Linked DNA regions of Callithrix jacchus: region 2 is linked to region 1. A link is a contact called in public Hi-C data. All regions are on one chromosome and are shown on one strand. The core of a region is the stretch at or near the end of the contact, and the rest is flanking DNA. Distances in the headings are between cores, read along the strand shown. Region 1 overlaps RPRD1B (regulation of nuclear pre-mRNA domain containing 1B). Region 2 holds the start of TGM2 (transglutaminase 2).

Region 1 (3,319 bases), core at 280-2,779:
ACCATGAAATGTATATGACCTTCAGTGTACTTAAAAGAGAAGCTGACATCTGCACAGACACATAGAACTACTTCTAGAAATCTACAGGAAGAAAATAATGCAAATACTGAAAGCCTAAAGCTAAGAGACAGAGATAGAGAGAAACGTATAAGCGCTCAATATCAATCATCACTGACTAACCAACCACAGGTATTCAAGCAATCATTTACAATGTTTATAAAGTTTTTATTTCTATTGGGAAATAATCATGTTAAAAAAAATGACAGAAAACTATCTACACATTACCATTCAGTTTAAGAGGAAAAGGAAATACGCAAAAAAGAAAAATAGTTATCTCTGGGTAATGAGACCAATTTTATTCTTTATACTTATTTGCTAAGTTTCCTCTAACTTTTTTTTTTTTAGCCGGAGTTTCGCTCTTGTTACCCTGGCTGGAGTGCAATGACGCAATCTCGGCTCACCGTAACCTCCGCCTCCTGGGTTCAGGCAATTCTCCTGCCTCAGCCTCCCGAGTAGCTGGGATTACAGGCACGCGCCACCATGCCCAGCTAATTTTTTGTATTTTTAGTAGAGACGGGGTTTCACCATGTTGACCAGGATGGTCTCGATCTCTTGACCTCGTGATCCACCTGCCTCGGCCTCCCAAAGTCCTGAGATTACAGGCATGAGCCACCGTCCTCTAACTTTTATAATCATAAAAAAAAAAAAAAAAAAAAAAAAAAAAACCCTGAGTACTAGTTGAGTCAGAGTGAATGTTCTGGCAGCCAAGGAGTGACAAGAGGCCCAGGTACTGTTTCGACTTCATATGTATATGCATTTCATAACTATGAAAAATTAGTGCTACATATACCAGCTGAAACCCAGTGGCACTGCTCTGTAAAGCAGGGGCTACACTGCCTACAGAAGTTGGGCTACAAATATGAAAATGGTACTAAGGCTAAAAGCATGAATTCTTGCTGGGAGAGCTTTGAAACATGTCAGTTTTTCAATGTAAAGTCTCAAATGTTGGCAAACAATGTTTTTAGGTCACTAAGTATGTGAAGTACATTACATTTTTATAATGTGGCATTATTTTCCTGGGGTGAGAAAGAAGTATCGTACGTATCACATTGTAATAAAGAAACATACTACACACCAAACAGATAAAAGCTCCAGCTGTAATTAGACCTGAGTAATAAGGTCAGTAGTGACTAAAATGAACAAAAGAAATCCAAGGACCCAATATGCAGCCTCTAACTCCAAATCACTCACAGAAACTCATGCATCAATTCCAGAAAAGTCCTCACATACTGGAGGGAAGCCAGCATTTAAAAAAAAAAAAAAGCTCCCATATCAAAGTAGGGATGAAAAGGCAAGGGAGAGCAAGCAGTGAGTAGCTGCTTCGTGGGAAAGGACTGAGCGCAAGGCCCCATAATCACCTGGCAGCAGACTGACCTGTTTCAACAACTGTTCTAACAACCTGGGTACTGACAGAGCTGCCAGCCTAGGGAGGAGAAGTCATATGCTAAGGAAGGGCAGTGAGTTTAGAGGACTTGAGGGGAGGGGGCCAGCTCTAGGCAGGGCCTCTCAGCTCCCAGGGGAACCCAGTGGATGATCACTGTACTTAGGAGCCAGAAGATTCAGGTACTGGTCCTCACTGGCTTCCTCTGTGACCCTGAACTGCTCATATAAACCCCACAGCTCTTACCTAAAATGACGATTAGATCACCTGCTCCCATCTGTCCTTACCATAATAGGTCAGTGAGATACTGGCTTTGATTATCACAGGGAAGACAGAATTTACTCCAAAGTTGACAAAAAAGGAGCTCTCTATCTCCCCCTACTGCCTGGCCAATTATTGAAACAAAAGATTCTAACCATCTGCACCCTGCAGGGAGGTGCTGCCAAAAACAACTATCTGCCATCATTTTGGTTTAGCGCCCCCTCAGCTGTAGCCAAAGAATTTCTCAAGTTGTTAGAAGCACAATACAAACATAAATTTGAAGATTCATAAGGCAATGTTGAATTCTGAACCATTTCCCCCTTCCCAGCTGTGTTGTCTGAAGTCAGAGGCTCTACTGAGTAGTCACTATAGCAAAGGGGGAGGTGCCAAGCTTAGGAGAAACAGCAGTAGCTTTAAGTTCAAGAGCCAATTTCTCCCCGCCTATCAGACCAAGAGCATGAGCATGGGTACAGCGAGGAGGGTACCCAACCTCGGTGGCAGAGTAGGTTTTCACACTTAGAATGCTTTCATGCAACCATTTTATGATTCTACATAAAATGTCATTTCTCTACAACAAGATTCTTGGGAATTGTTTAAATGATTAAACTTTGGCTACTCTTCTGTGTAAGATGTCTTCCTGCTGTTGAAGTTGCAGAATCAAAATTCTGAAATCAAAACAAAAGCACAAATCTGATGAAGTTACCAGATGTCTGCCTTGGACTCTATCCCGGTCTGCAGCTAACTCTCCCTGAGTGTCTTCATCAATTCAGAAGTCTGATTATATGATCTCTAAGGTTCTGTCCAGTTCAATAATCCAGATATTTATCCAGGCCTCCATGTGTCACTTTACTTTGTAAAGCTGCTGTTGTGACTGTGCCCTGGTAACTTTACGGAGTGCAGAAATACTCGAATCTTCTAAAGGTGGGCGTTAACGCTGACAACTGAAAGGTGATACCACTGCCCTTCATCTGTCGTGCTGATACCTAGACAGGGCCTTTATAATATCAGACGGATCAGTACATGACATTCTAGGATGCTTTTTTAAACTCTGCAGCAGAAATTAAAGACTTAAATAACTGGGAAGGCATCCCCTGTTCATGAGTTGAAACACTTAGGACTGTTAATGGCAATACTCCCCAAAATGACCTATAGACTCAATGCATTCCCTAATAAAATTTCAACGACCTTTTTTGCAGAAATGAAAAAGGCGATTGTTAAATTCATAGGGAATTGCAAGTGGTCCCGATATCCAAAACAACATTGAAAAAGAAGAACTCTGAGGACTCATACTTCCTGATTTTAAAACTTACCACCACAGAACTAGTGATGGAGACAGTGTGGTATCAGCATAGGATAGACATAGAGATTAACAGAATAGAATTGAGAATCCAGAAATAAACCCATATATCTATGGCCAACTGATTTTTGACAAGGGTGCTGGGCATTCAGTTGGAGGAAAGAGTAGCCTCTTCAACAAATGGTGCTGGGACAAATGGGTATCTACACGCAAAAGAACAAAGTCGGTCCCCTCCCATATCACACCACAAACAAAAATTAACTCAAGGCCAGGCGTGGTGGTTCTGCACTTTGGAAGGACGAGGCGGGCGGATCACCTGA
Region 2 (3,319 bases), core at 385-2,884, 91 kb before region 1:
CAAAACCCTCCCCATGGCCACACAGCTGGTCAGGGGCAGAGTGGGAACTTGAGCCCTGGCCTCTTGACTGACTTCCCTCTGGGTCAGGTGATTCTCCTCACCCTGCTCTTTCCTCTGAGCTTCCAGTGGCTGCAGCAACGTCTGTAACATGGGTGATTACGGGTCGGCTGGACCCAACAAGGCGTCTGTGGTTTTGTTCACTGAGACTCCAGCCAGAACCCATTTGACCCAGGGACAAATATCTACTGAAGCAACCCGGTTTTTTTCCGTGTGCTATGTGTCATCTAGTAATGGAGATGGAGGATGCTTTTATAGTCCAAATTTATCAATAGATGTAGAGCTTGTTCCAGAAAAAGTGCTGGGGGAGCCCCGCAGCCCTCTGTCTCTCCAGGAACCCTTCTGCTCAGGCCTCACAGTGCATTGGGAAGCACAAGAGACCAGGCGACCAGAGATACCAGCATGAGAGATGGGCCCCCTGGTTGCCAGGTTCAAGGAGCCCTAGGCTTAGCCCTTGGAAGGTTGGCCTTGCTCCTTTCTGGCACACAGTGGGTTCTCAAGAAAGCTCGGTGGATGGATAGATTGAGGGAGAGAGGGAAGAAAAGGCAGAGGAGGGATGGATGAAAGGATGAATTGGATGGATAGGTGGATGGATGGGTGGATAGATGGGTGGATGGATGGGTGGATGGATGGGTGGATGGATGAATGGATGGATGGGTAGATGGATGGGTAGATGGATGGGTGGATGGATGGCTTAGACAGATACAAGGATGGGTGAGATGGGAGGATTATCTGGGTTTTGCTTCAGGGAGGGATATGGTTGTCTCATTTTTGCAGGTGCATCTGCATTTCTGTACCTGAGTCCATGCCTGCATGTGTGTCCACCTCTGGGTAGCCACATCTTTGTGTGTCTGTGCATGCCCTCTCTGATTTTGCGTCCACATCTGACAATGGCAGTTGGTGTCTGGAGGTCTGTGTGTGCGCCAGTTGCCTCTGGACACCTGCTCATCTGCGTCCACAGCTGTGTATGGCTCACAGTCAAGGCTACCTGGCTATGTGTCAGACCGTGTCTATATCCTGGTGTGTCCCTACAATTCGAATCTGATTTTGTGTCCATGTCACTGTGTCTGTGTGTCCAGGCATATCTTCTGTAGTTGTGTCTGTGTGTGTATCTCCACAACCCCGTCTCTGTGTCTGCATCCACTCCCTGTGTATGTGTATCTGAGTATGTGTGTGTGCGTGTGTGTGTTGGGGGTGGGGGGTGTTCTTGATCCCAGAACTGACCTGAGAGTCCACGCCTGTGCACCCGGTTCCGTTGCGTGTTTCGGTGAGGGTGCTTCGTCTGTCTGTATCTGAGTGTGTGGGTCCAGGTGTCTGTTCTCCAAGCTCTGACTCTGTGGGTCCAGGTTTGTCTGTCCTGGGCTAGTTGTGTGTCCCTGTCCGCTCCCCCAGGGGGCGCCCTCGCCCAGCCGCCGTCCCTCCCTCGGGCTCCGGTCCCCGGGGTGCGCCCCAGTGCTGGCGGCGTGGGCCCGGGACTGGGTAATAGGTGGCCTCCCAGGTCGCCGCCTTCCCGCGCGGCCCCGCCCCTGGCCCGCCTCACGGCGGGCTATAAATTGGCTCCGCGCTCCGCCTCAGCAGTGTCCGCAGCCAGTGGTCGCACTTGGAGGGTCCCGCCGCCAGTGGAAGGAGCACCGCCCCCGCCCAACCATGGCCGAGGGTAAGTATTAGAGTCAGCGCCGCCGCCTCTCAGGTGTCCCGGGGCTACCTCCCAGGTCTCAGGTTCCCCACGGGGAATTGGGGGTCAGGACCTGGTGGCAGCTGAATCCCTAAGTCCTGATTTGGAGAGCAACAGGCAGACTGGGCCGGGTGGGGAGGCGCCTCAAGGCTGCTCGGAGCCTCAGTTTCCCCATCCGCAGTGCATAATCATAAACCCTTGCCTCCTAGATCAGGTGGAGCAATGGACAGGGAAGGGGTGTTGCAAACAGTAAAGTGCTGTCCTGGCGGATCACCGGCATGTGTTCTCCATCAGTTAGTAGGGGCTGGCTCCCTGATGTGTGCCTGGAGCTGTACAGGGGGTGCGGGCCTGGCCTCAGAACACTTAGGTTAGGAAGGTCCCTGCCAGCCGGAAGGGGTGTGCATGCCTCCCCAGTGGTGTGCAAGCCAAGCCTGGCTGAGTCCTTGGCTCCAGAGGCCAGAGAGGAGCTTTCAGCATCCTATGGGGGAGCCTTTGGAAACCAGGCTTGCTCTTCCCGCTCTCAAGTTCTGCAACCCTACACCCTGGCCACTTGTTGAGTCTCACCTATAAAATAAGGTCAGTAGTGTCAGCCTTTGGTGCATCCGTGAGGGCTGAGAGGCGTGGAACAGAGGCTTAATTAATTTCATACCAGTAAGTCCCCTCCCCTCCCCTCCCCTCCCCTCCCCGACACACACACACACACACACACACACACACACACACACGCAGCACTGTCGTAGCTCCCAGCAGGAGGGATTTCTACCATGGAGGATGTCACGGCTGGACTCAGAATCCCCATTGGCTCTTGGGTCAAGTTCATCCGGGGATGGCTTCTGCACCCACTGCCTCCCCCAGGAAGGGGTGTGGGACAGGGACATGGGGCCTGTGGAGCAGGGGTGGGTGGCAGGAACTGTGGACCCGCCTGACCCTCCTGTGTGGTCTCAGCCACCCAGCTCCCAACACTCTGTGATGTATCACCTTGGTGGCCGCTTGTCCTCAATGCATCTTCTCACCCCCAAGCTCAAAAGCAGGACTCAGTGGTGCCGGGAGATCCTGGAGAAGCCAGTTATGACAAGCCCGCAGCTTCACGTCACAGTGGCCACTTCCGATAGAGGTCTCACTGGCCTAGAAGACCTAGACCTTTTCTCCGTGTAGAAATCCTACAAATCCTACAATTCTAGACCCCAGTGTTTCTGCACCTTTGGAGCTAGACATGATTTCTGGAAACCCTTCTTCAGAGAATAGATTGAGAAAATGTCTCCCACAGCCCAGGGACTGGCCATATCGCCAGGGTCTTCCACGGGGATAACAATGGCCTCTTTCCTGCTCAAGCTCCCTGGGACTGAAGTTTCCAAAAACAGCATTTCCTTGCCCCAGCAGGCCAGCAGGAAGTTCTTCCTCTGGCCACAGAGGTCTCTCCTGTTGCCATTCCAGGTGGACTGACATCCCTGATACTTCAGGACATGGTGGGGGAGGGTCATAAGAAGGGCTGGAGAACAAACTCTGGGCTGTAGTGAGGTGGTTCCCAGGGCAGAATCCTACAGAATCCCACAGCTCTGGATTCCAGTCCCAAAGCAGCCACTTGTC

The links. Hi-C and Micro-C count contacts between places; a contact is called where the count stands out from the background.
Region 2: a Hi-C map of skeletal muscle shows a contact between it and region 1, with 5 times the contacts expected there. The contact joins the promoter of TGM2 here to the enhancer-like site in region 1. A contact is called at or near these places in 3 of 3 Hi-C or Micro-C datasets (induced pluripotent stem cells and skeletal muscle).

What each region holds. Positions count from the first base shown.
Region 1 is chr5:33,515,266-33,518,584 of calJac240_pri, reverse strand. The region is part of intron 4 of RPRD1B (regulation of nuclear pre-mRNA domain containing 1B); the gene reads right to left. Among named protein-coding and RNA genes, the nearest start is that of RPRD1B, 38 kb to the right of the region's middle. Within about 2 kb of position 1,529, at least 5 of the 16 cell types and tissues checked have an H3K27ac peak or open chromatin away from gene starts, as enhancers often do. A contact at or near this core is called in skeletal muscle, where this site is marked.
Region 2 is chr5:33,606,566-33,609,884 of calJac240_pri, reverse strand. It overlaps TGM2 (transglutaminase 2), which reads left to right and starts at 1,634. Exons shown (of 13, transcript XM_002747551.7): 1 at 1,634-1,714. The coding sequence starts at 1,705.